Linked DNA regions of Sus scrofa: region 2 is linked to region 1. Evidence: chromatin contacts called from public HiChIP or PLAC-seq data. All regions are on one chromosome and are shown on one strand. Each heading gives the region's core, a stretch centred on a gene start, on an enhancer-like site or on the middle of the called end of the contact. The rest is flanking DNA. Distances are from core to core; before and after follow the strand shown.

What was found. HiChIP or PLAC-seq counts read pairs in DNA pulled down with a chosen protein or histone mark.
Region 2: a contact with region 1 is called in an H3K27ac HiChIP or PLAC-seq map of alveolar macrophages. The contact joins two enhancer-like sites. A contact is called at or near these places in 1 of 47 Hi-C or Micro-C datasets (embryonic fibroblasts) and 1 of 2 datasets of contacts at active chromatin or transcription factors (alveolar macrophages).

The regions. Positions count from the first base shown.
Region 1 is chr13:110,434,111-110,439,472 of Sscrofa11.1, forward strand. It overlaps TMEM212 (transmembrane protein 212), which reads left to right. Exons shown (of 4, transcript XM_003132532.3): 4 at 1-247. Among named protein-coding and RNA genes, the nearest start is that of TMEM212, 22 kb to the left of the region's middle. Within about 2 kb of position 2,796, at least 10 of the 83 cell types and tissues checked have an H3K27ac peak or open chromatin away from gene starts, as enhancers often do. A contact at or near this core is called in alveolar macrophages, where this site is marked.
Region 2 is chr13:110,649,158-110,654,166 of Sscrofa11.1, forward strand. The region is part of intron 1 of FNDC3B (fibronectin type III domain-containing protein 3B); the gene reads left to right. Among named protein-coding and RNA genes, the nearest start is that of FNDC3B, 64 kb to the left of the region's middle. Within about 2 kb of position 3,469, at least 12 of the 83 cell types and tissues checked have an H3K27ac peak or open chromatin away from gene starts, as enhancers often do. A contact at or near this core is called in alveolar macrophages, where this site is marked.

The sequences.
Region 1 (5,362 bases), core at 1,546-4,045:
CCATTATTTTGAAACATTATTTTGTGATCTTTAAAATTTTTCCCTCTATGTTCTTATAAAATAAAAATTAAATTGTACATGTTAGCTCTTTTTTGATTAACATTGTTTTTTCTGATTTATATGCTATGACATAAAAATTGAAATTATGTCTGAAATATAATTGGCAGTGAATGAATGTTTTCTTTAAATTCCTCTTGTTCACTGTGTGATGTTTCATTAAACTGTAATTTCATATTGCACAAATTAAGGAAACTTTTCCTCAGCCTTTCTTCATTGCCATTACCAAAAGGACTCTAAATCTGTAAAGCACAGTCAAAATTTTGAATAGTGGCCATAGTGAGAAGAGTCTCCTGCAAGGAGACGATGGCTCTCCCTCCTGACCTCTCTACAGCTTGTCTTTGCACTTAAGACAGTTTAATTAATTAGAAGGCACCTGAGTAGAGACACTTTAGACCAACTTTTAGTTTAAATGTCCCAAGATTGTTATGCCCCTGACAGCTCAGCCATTCCCAAGAAGCAACCCCAGTCAGCTGCTGAGTGGCTCTAAACGTAAGATGTCTTTTTTTGTCTTAGCCAGAGACCTGCTTCTTATAGCCTCTGTGTCTTGGTCCTACATCTGTAGCCCTTGAGAACCCAGTGTGGTTGTTCTCAAATGTTGCTCCAAGATCAGCAGCATCAGCATCAGCTGGGAACTTGTAAGAACCAAGACTCTGGGATTGGGTCCCCATCTCCCATCAGTTTTAGGAAACCATCGGCCATGTGCTCCTGATGCCCAGTTTGAGAAGCACGGGTGTAGAGTAGCAGAAAGTGGGTGCAACTTTGGAATGAAAAGTACCTGGATTCAGATCCTGGCCCTCTGTCATTTTAGGCAATAGCCTCCATTTCAAATGGAGGTGATAGGTGCAGCTAATGCTTGGACTCACTGAGAGAATTCAATGATACATATGGGTAAGCACACAGAGGGAAATCTAAGGCACCCTAAGCACTCAAAATTAGTGTCTAGTGATATTGATTCATTCTACACATTTATTAGATACCTTTGAATATGAGTCTACATAAAGTCCATTATTTTGAAAGTACAGAAAATTTTAGACATAACATCTTAGACATAACAGTGTTAAATAACTTCATTTTACAAATGAAAAGCATAACATTCAGAGAGGCTAAGCGACATGTTGAAGGACACATGGCTCCTTCAGCAATTGCTGGTGTCTGGAAGCCCTTTAGGTGCCTCCCAGTGTTCAGCTCTTCAATCGGCACACATTTATCTGTCACTTAATGCAACAATAAAATATCTATTCCTGGGCCTGATGATTATACAAGGAGGGACTTCAAATTTATCAACGAACTGTCTGAATTAATTTAGTACTAATTGAATATTCCCAGCCAGATCTAGGCACTGTAGCTATTTATTTACTTATATTTTGCTTTCTTATTTATATCCTATTCTGTTCTGAAAGGATTTAAGATCACTCCAGAGCATTTTATCAACAGTTGGAGTTCCAGCCCCTGTAACTCTAAATGTTAGACCAGTAAACCTCCAATAGTTGCTTGAACTTTTGCAAGAGGTTCTCAGCAAACGGTACACAATTCTGAGGATCCAAAACAGATGTATAAGAGAAATAGATCAATACTAAGTGCTTTGGGTTAACTGGAATCCGAGGTATAACCTGTTAATCTGATATCAAGACACATGTGGGTTATTTCTTGCTCTCGCATTGACAAAGAGATGGGTAGACATGATGTTATGCCCTTGCCTGGGAAAACTAAATACTCACTGTCACATAACCCCCAAAAGTCTGCTTTACAGATTGGAAATAATGAGGCACCTTTACTTTAAACAGCCTGTTTCCAGTTTTGTAGGGCTGTTGATATTACTGGCCTAGTGACAGATGCCAAGGCGGGAAAATAGGCTCAGTTACTTCTGACTCTTTGAATGTGGACACATCAGCTTGTGGGAAGGAAACTATTTAAAATGGGGCTTAGGGAAAGAAAAAAAAAATCCCCTTTCCCCATATGAGATTCTTCCACAGTGTTGTCATGCAATCTTGAAAACCTCCATACAGCAGATCACTCTCATTGGATATATGCAAATTTTCTGGGACCCAGTGGTTTCCTGCCAGGGAAAAACTTATAATAACAGAGCAAGAATGCAATCTGAGCCCTTGTTCTCTGAAACCCCTGAAAGAACAGAGTCGTTCTTGACAGCGCAATTTCAGCCCTTGACATTCCAGGAAATAGCTTAATAATGTCATTTAGGCTGGGGTTGTAACCAGTCCTAAGATATAGGGACACAAATGCTGTATGTAAAATCTTAAATATCAAGGACCATTGCGCATTTTCACACAGAGTTTAACAGTGAAGACCACCACCACAAAACAAAAACTGAGCAAGGTTTCCTAATTAAATTTTAACATTGTCACCACTAATTAAATCCCATATAGGAAAAGGAAAGTTTTCTGCCAAGAAATAATACAGACATATCCTGAAGACTATTTCCTTTCCATTTACTTTCCTAAATACTGTGCCCATGCCATATTCAGAATATGACACCCAAACAAAACTCTATGTTAATCATTAATATATATGAAGAAGCTACCCCCACCCTGGAGTCTTAGAAGCCTAAATGAGACACATTGGCCTTTACAGTCAATGTGTTTCATTTTTTCTGGGTGCAGTACCAAAAAAGGGTACAAGATTCAGGTTAAAAGTCAGGAAATGGATCAGGGCCCCACGCTATGACATCATTTTCTTGCAATGCAATGAAGCAATGACATTTCCTGCAGGAAAAATGATTAGAGCTGACAAGCAGCCTTAGTTAGCTGCAGTGTTTGCAGTGGAAGGTGTCAGGCCTGCCTTGCTCCAATTCCTGCCACCCTCCCTCCTCTTCCTTGGCTGGGGCTTCCCAGAGTTCAGGGACAGAGAGACCCAGGCTACTTCCATTTAGTGATCCTTATGTATTTAAAATAAAAATTTGCTGAAATGTCATTACGAAAATTGTGGAATTTTTTAGTTGGTAGAGCATTAACTAATTTAGACCCAAAGATATAATGTTTCCACTTACAAAAGGATTTCCAGATTTATTTTTCAAGCTGACATATAGGCAGAGCCTCCAGGGGTGATTGTGCAGATTGGCCAAAGGCAGAGAGTGGATTCAAAACTGGCTCACTCTCTGATGGCCAAACCTTGCTTACTGTTGCAGGGTTAGATCTGTCTTTTCTGGATTCACACAAAAGCCTCACAACCTGTGATAGATGGTCTTGGAATGGAACACAGTTGGAAGCTGAATGATGAACCAGTCTTCTGCTTTAAATCCTGGGTGTCTCTGTAACTGTAGGCATAATGTCTTCAGGGCGTCTCTAGAAGTGTGAATTTGAGGATATACCTACATGTAAAGTTCTGGGCCAAATCTGCCTCCTGGCAGGGTCACCCCAGCTCATAAGGGGCCCTTTTGGAATTTAGGGACAGGTGCTTTCAGTGAGCCAACACAGATGGTAAGAGGCACCTGGCTTGGCTAGTAAGTGTCTGGGGAAACGTTTCAGCCTGGCCAGGTGCTCTGTATGCAATCTACGTAACTATAGTGGGCCTATTGCTCCCTATGTGGTAGACCTCGTCCTGGACTCAACATATAGAAAGAACTGCTCCAGTCCTTAAGACCATTTTTTTTGGCGGGGGGGGGCTTTTTAGGGCTGAACCCACAGCATGTGAAGGTTCCCAGGCTAGAGGTCCATGCAGAGCTGTAGCTGCTGGCCTATGCCACAGCCATAGCAATGCAAGATCTGAGCCGTGTCTGTGACCTACACCACGGCTCACGGCAGCTCTGGATCCTTAACCCACTGAGTGAGGCCAGGAATCAAACCTGCATCCTCATGGATGCTAGACATGTTTGTTAACCACTGAGTCACAACGAGAACTCCCCTTAAGACCAATTTTGAGACCTGAATCAAGGCAAGAATTATTATTACTTTTTTGTCTTTTTTTTTTTCTTTTTGTCTTTTTAGAGCCATGGATGAGGTATATGGAGGTTCCCAGGCTAGGGATCTAATGCGAGTTGTAGCTGCCAGCCTACACCACAGCCACAGCAACTCAGGATCCAAACTGCATCTGTGGTCTACACCACAGCTCACAGCAATGCCAGATCTTTAACCCACTGAGTGAGACTAGGGATGGAACACACAATCCATGGTTCCTAGTCAGATTCATTTCCACTGCACCACAATGGGAACTCCAAGGCAAGAATTATTTAAGAGTGCAGGCCTACTCTCAGGGACTCCACATTAAATCACATTTGCTTCTCCACTTGCGGCCTGTGACTCAGTTTCAATAACTGGGTTCCCACCTCGTACGTTGGTTCTGAGGGCTGATTGCCTGATGAGTACTGCCTGGGAACAAGTCTCTGTTCCCTCAATTTACCACTCCCAGGCCCCTTCTAGAAACAGTGAAGCAAGGGGGGCTAGTGTTATTATCGTCTGTCATTTTTCTTCCACTTGTATCCCTACTTGAATCCTCCTGGGGGAGTTAGTGGAATCTGCCAAACAAAGACTGCAGATAGGACAGAGGAAAACAGCTTCCTGATGCTTCTTTTGTCCATTTTGAAACAAAATTAATACTAAGTCACTTTTATGTCCATGAAGGAGAGTGAGCAATAGTGACAAGTTTCTACTACCAAAAAAAAAAAAAAAAAAAAAACAAACACTTGGGATTTCAGAAATGAAAAGTCCTAGAACTGGGATGGAGTTCTATAGGAGAAGCAAGATTTGTAGATATTATGCTAGGCTTGTCAATAGATTTAAGCTCTCGATGGCTGTTGAGTGGATAGATGTCGGGGATGCTCAGAGACACGGTTTATACAGCATCATATCTATAAATCATCACATGGTAACTGGGTAGACCTTGTAGTCACAAATATGCTATCTCTGGAAAAATCTGCAAATATCTGCAGGGCTTATACATTTCCCCAGGATGAGTCAAAACAAGCATAGTTGTCACACCTTTCTTTCATTATCCTGTGGGTGTTCTCTCAAATGTGTGGGTCTTCATAAATGAGTCACTGTTTCCAAAGTCTGTCAAAAGTATTAGTGGTTACAAGCCTAGGAAGCATAACAAGCCTAGAAAGAGGTATGGAGCTTTAAATTATGGGCAAGAATGTAAAATGTCCAAAGTTACTGGGGTTTTATTACTCTGTCAAATTTGCATTCTTATACTATCTAATCATTCCCTTTTAAGGACTCATTATTTCTTATAGTTCAAACTATGAAGAATAAAAAGCAATTTAATTTACATTTGGTGTATTTGTATAGTCACCAGATCTGGAGCCGGTATTTTTCACCATGTGAGTAATACTTCTGCTTGCCCATACATG
Region 2 (5,009 bases), core at 2,219-4,718, 220 kb after region 1:
AAATATCTTTTAAGGGGTTGTTTTTCTTTCAAAACCAGAATGGAGCAGGAAGGTAAGGGGTTTTTCTGATGAAGAGAGTAAAATTAAAAATGATGCTTTGATAACTTACTAGTTTGTGAGAGTGTGTATAACTTTAGAATTTTTTTTTTTTTTTTTTTTTACTTCTCTCACCTCCTCTCCTAGCATCTTTCTCTTTCCCTTTCTCCTCTCTTCCTCTTTGTCTTTCTAAATCTGCTAGTAAAGCTTAGAATGGCAGACTACACTGGAAGTTGGCAGTCCTTGTGACTGAGGGCATATATACTTAAGGGCCACCTGTATGAGGACATTCATGAAAGCAGACTTTCTTTGTTTCTTCTTTCTGTGCTGTATGATTCTTTGTCAAATTTTGACTTTTAAGTTTTTATTTTTTACTACAGTAATGGTATAAACAAGTGTCAATCATTACACAAATGTTTGTCAAAGTAAATTAAGTTTTAATAGGCTTAGGTATTATAAGTCATTTAGGAACTTGTAATACTCATAAAACATGAGCTATCTGATAATTACATTGTTTTAAAAGAAACACAGTAATTTTTTAGTATCCTCTCATACCCACCTGCCTCAAACACAACATAGGAGAAAAAAAAAAAAGTCCCTGTTTTTTGTGATCCAATAAGTTGTTTTTTATTTTTGCTGTTTAGGGCCATGTGTATGGCATATGGCAGTTACCCGGCTAGGGGTCTAATCCGAGCTGCAGCTGCCAGCTATGCCACAGCAACAGCAACTCGGGATCCGAGCCACGTCAGAGACGCACATTGCAGCTCATGGCAATGCCGGATTCTTAGGCCACTGAGTGAGGCCAGGGATCGAACCCGCATCCTCATGGATACTAGTCAGGCTTGTTACTGCTGAGCCACAATAGGAACTTCCTTTTTTTTTTTGTAAAGAATTTTCCTTTTTTTATTTTTATATTTTTATAATTTTGGCCACCCTGCAGAATATGGAGTTCCCAGGTCAGGGTTTGAATCCTAGCTGGAGCTGCAACCTACAGTTGCAGCAACGCAGGATCTTTGACCCACTGTGCCAGGCTGGGGATGGAACCCATGTCCCTGCCGCTGCAGAGACACCGTCGATCCGTGCGCCACAGTGGGGGAATTCCGTGATTCAATAAGTTTATTGTATTGTTATTTGGATTACTGATGGGGTTTTTCTCAGTGTATTGAATAGGAAAAAAGTTTCTTTTCCTTATTATTATTTAAAAAAAAAAGCCTAGAACATTTCTCTGGTATGTTTGTGACAATTTTCTGAAATCTTTTCCACAATAGATTCTGACTATTAGAAGTCATAGTATTTTTAATAGAGAAGGAACTTTTATTGAAGTATGAGTCAAGCTATGATTTAACTAATATGCTCATGAGAATATTTTTCTCAGACTGCGGAACAAGCGTGTAGCAAGGAGAATGCTTACATGCTGTTTGGCTTATGTGAAGGTGATTGGTTCATGTATATTTTATTGGAAAAGATACAAGCTTTATGGAATCACAGTTAACTTTAGTGATACACAAATTCTGAAGGTTATTATTTATTTATTTATTTACCTAATTGCTTTATAGGTTTTGACTGATAGGTTTCCATCCATTTCCCATTGATCAAGAAACCTGGAGTTCCTGTCGTGGCGTAGTGGTTAACGAATCTGACTAGGAACCATGATGTTGTGGGTTCCATCCCTGGCCTTGCTCAGTGGGTTAAGGATGTGGCGTTGCCGTGAGCTATGGTGTAGGTTGCAGACGCGGCTCAGATCTGGGGTTGCTGTGGTCTGGCGTAGGCCCGTGGCTACGGCTCTGATTGGACCCCTAGCCTGGGAACCTCCATATGCTGTGGGAGCGGCCCTAGAAAAGGCAAAAAGACACACACACAAAAAAAAAAGAAAAAAAGATACCCATTTATCTTCCCAAAATTTCATTTGAATTGCAGAATGGAAGCAAAAAGTTAAAACTTACAAGTTCCTTTTTTTTTTTTTTTTTTTATTAAATGAATTGTAATTCTTATTGGATCTCAGACTGCATTAATTTTTATACACTTCCCTGGGATAGTTTGGAATAGGTCAGAAGCCACATCAGGGTGTATGTAACAGGGAGCCTCATTGCCGGCGTAGATCTAACTCAAGGAGTTAATCTCCTCATTTGGTGCTGATGGTTATGCTTTGTTCCTTTTGGTGCCGGTGCCGTTACATTTCTTTTTCTCTTTTTCTCTTGTCATCTGAAACTAATTTGTGTACTGTACTGCTAACTCACATCTTGAATTAATGTAAGGAAATTTGGGTCATCGGCCCATGGAGTGAGGACCAGGACATTTTGTTACTAATTTGAAGGCCAGGTCCACAGACTTAAAACTCTCCCAGCAGTGATTAGGAGTTTGGTTTTTTCAAGTTAGAAATTCTTCCTAGTGTATAATTGCTTTCTCTGGCCTTTGGAAATGGATCTGTGGTTCTCTCCTGAGAATCAGATATTTTATGAAATTGGCTGTATGTTTCTTAGTATAGGCTGGGGCCAAAATACCATGGAAAACCTTTTTAGACTTGGAGTGGGGGAAGCAAAATAAAAGGAAAAAGTAATAACCCAGTTGCCTAGAGTGATATAAAAACTGAAGACCCTTTGTAATATTCTTTTAAAATAAGTTGTTCTTTAAAAGCTATGGGGGTGTATTTGGACAGAATTAAATGTCTTACTAACGGTGAGGATCTATTTTTCCAAGTGCCCAGCCCCCACCCCTGCATTAGCATAGAAATTTTTTGGTAAAGCTGGGCCTAGCAGGTAAGGAAGGTAACAAACACTTGCTCCCAGGAGAGAGGCAAGTTAACCACAAGTGCTCACATGGCATCCCTTCCCTGTCAATCAAAAGAATAGAACTGGCTGGGCATGAAGCACTTGTGGTTTTAGTGTTAGGATGTGTGGTTAGGGGGAGGGGTTGTGGGGGCCTGTGGTTGTCACCAAATTCTTTGAAATGGAAGTATGGGTAAGAATAAAGAGAATAGGAGTGAAACCTTGGTGCTCAATGTGGAAAAAAAAGTTCAGAGGATTAAAAAATTGCATTGTAGTAGAGATCACCTGTTTTTATTGGTTTGTTCTGATGAGTTTTGCAGTACATTCTTTATTTGTAAAGGGTAGTGGTCTCAAGAATGGGTTCATTGCAAGAACTCTGCTGTGTAGGAGGACAGTGTAGATGTTCCTCCTTGGATAAAATGTACTTGAGCTCTGTGGTAGCTTTGGCCAGCTCAGATACACATCTGTCTTGGGGAGAAGGAACCCAGACCGGGATAATGAGGGTTTTGTTGGGGTGATTTCTCATGAGGCTTTCTGACTGACATGAAAAACAGTTACAGCTCAGTTATGCAGAGATCACACATCTGGCTCACTCAGCTTTCCTCAGAGCTTCCCTCAGATAGTCAGTAAGTGGTAAAGGAAGATGGCGCAAGGCACAGAGGGGAGCTTCTCAGACCCCCAGAGACTGCTCCACTGTGTGTATATAACCAACAGCCTTGCTCCCAGCCAAAGGAAGATGTCAGGCAGCAAATTCTCAGATTTAAGGGGGTGTGGTTTGTGGTTCAGCCTAATGAGGAAGAGAGAAAAAAATAAAATGAAACAAACATAGAATTTAAACATGAGACCTCAAAGTAGGGGTGATTTCTCTAGGTTTATAAAGTCAAAATGCTTTACTAACTCCCTAGTACAGCACCTTGTCTTGTGACTGAACACAGATTGTAAACAGTGACCCTGTATCCCTAAGAAGAAACAAAGTTCTGGTCAGTCTGCTCTGTAGTAAAATAAGAACATGTGTCATTCCATCCACAGTTATTACAACGTTCTGGTCAGTCTGCTCTGTAGTGAAATAAGAGCATGTGTCATTCCATCCAGTTTGGGCCTTAAAGTTAACTGTTTGGATAGTAAGCCTTCCACATTCATTGCTTCATTTAAAAAAGTCCTGTCGGCTTTCTTAAGCACATCACATTCTCCAGGTCTCCCCTCAGAGCAGTGGGGCTGAGGCACACTTGTTTAAGTTGACTTACCCACCAAAACCCAAGACTCACTTTTGGGGGAGCTGTCACTGTTAAATGATTGAAGACTGGCAAGCCCTCCTAAGTCTCTTAGCCTGACTTAACCCTCTTTAACTGTCAATGTTTAGGGCCAAGTGGTCTTCCCAATGTATAACCTGAACATTTGTCTCTCTGTTTGTATTGGGAAAAGTCATTACCTCTCTCCTCCCACCCCCATCACTAGGGAATAACCAAAAATATCGGAATAACCATAGTACATACTACTTTGTACCCTGAGGTTCATGTTTTGCATCAATGGTTTTCATTCTTTTTCCTGCCTTTTCCCTTGTCTTTTCTACAGTCCACGGCACAAAATTGTTTCTGCTCTATGATAATTTAAGGACTGGTTGGCAGGCAGTTGCCTTGTTAAATAGCTGGGCATTATCGTTTCTAAAGAAAATTTATTGCTTTTTCTTTGTTCCTTGAATTCCAGGTAAATAAGTGAACATATCCTATATATGTGCATGGAGTGGAGAAAGGGGTATTTAAACATTGTTGGCTTTGTGAACCACCACCTCTAGATCAATCTCTTACCTTGTATTCTAGGTAGGATAATATCTGACTTTCCTTTGGTGAAACTCTTAGGGATTAGAAAACAGGCCTTGGATTTTTAACAAGCTGGTGGCCTAAGGAAAAGAGAATTAGCAACTTTGGTTATGAAAAGTGAGATGCTTTGGCACAGTTTATTTATTCTTCCATTTTTCTTCATAATTAAAGATGTAGTTGTTGGGTGGTTGAGTTATGTACTAGGAGTGTGTAAGTTCCCACTGTTTGCTGTCTAAGGAGTGATTGTACATACAGTTGACTTTAACGCACAGTTTCACCTGTCTTCCTCTCCCTTGCTCCCCTCTCAGTGATCTGCAGTAACCACTGCAAATCTGTGAGGTGGATAATCCATCGTCTAGTAGAAAAAAATGGAGGAGTCAGGCATTGTTTA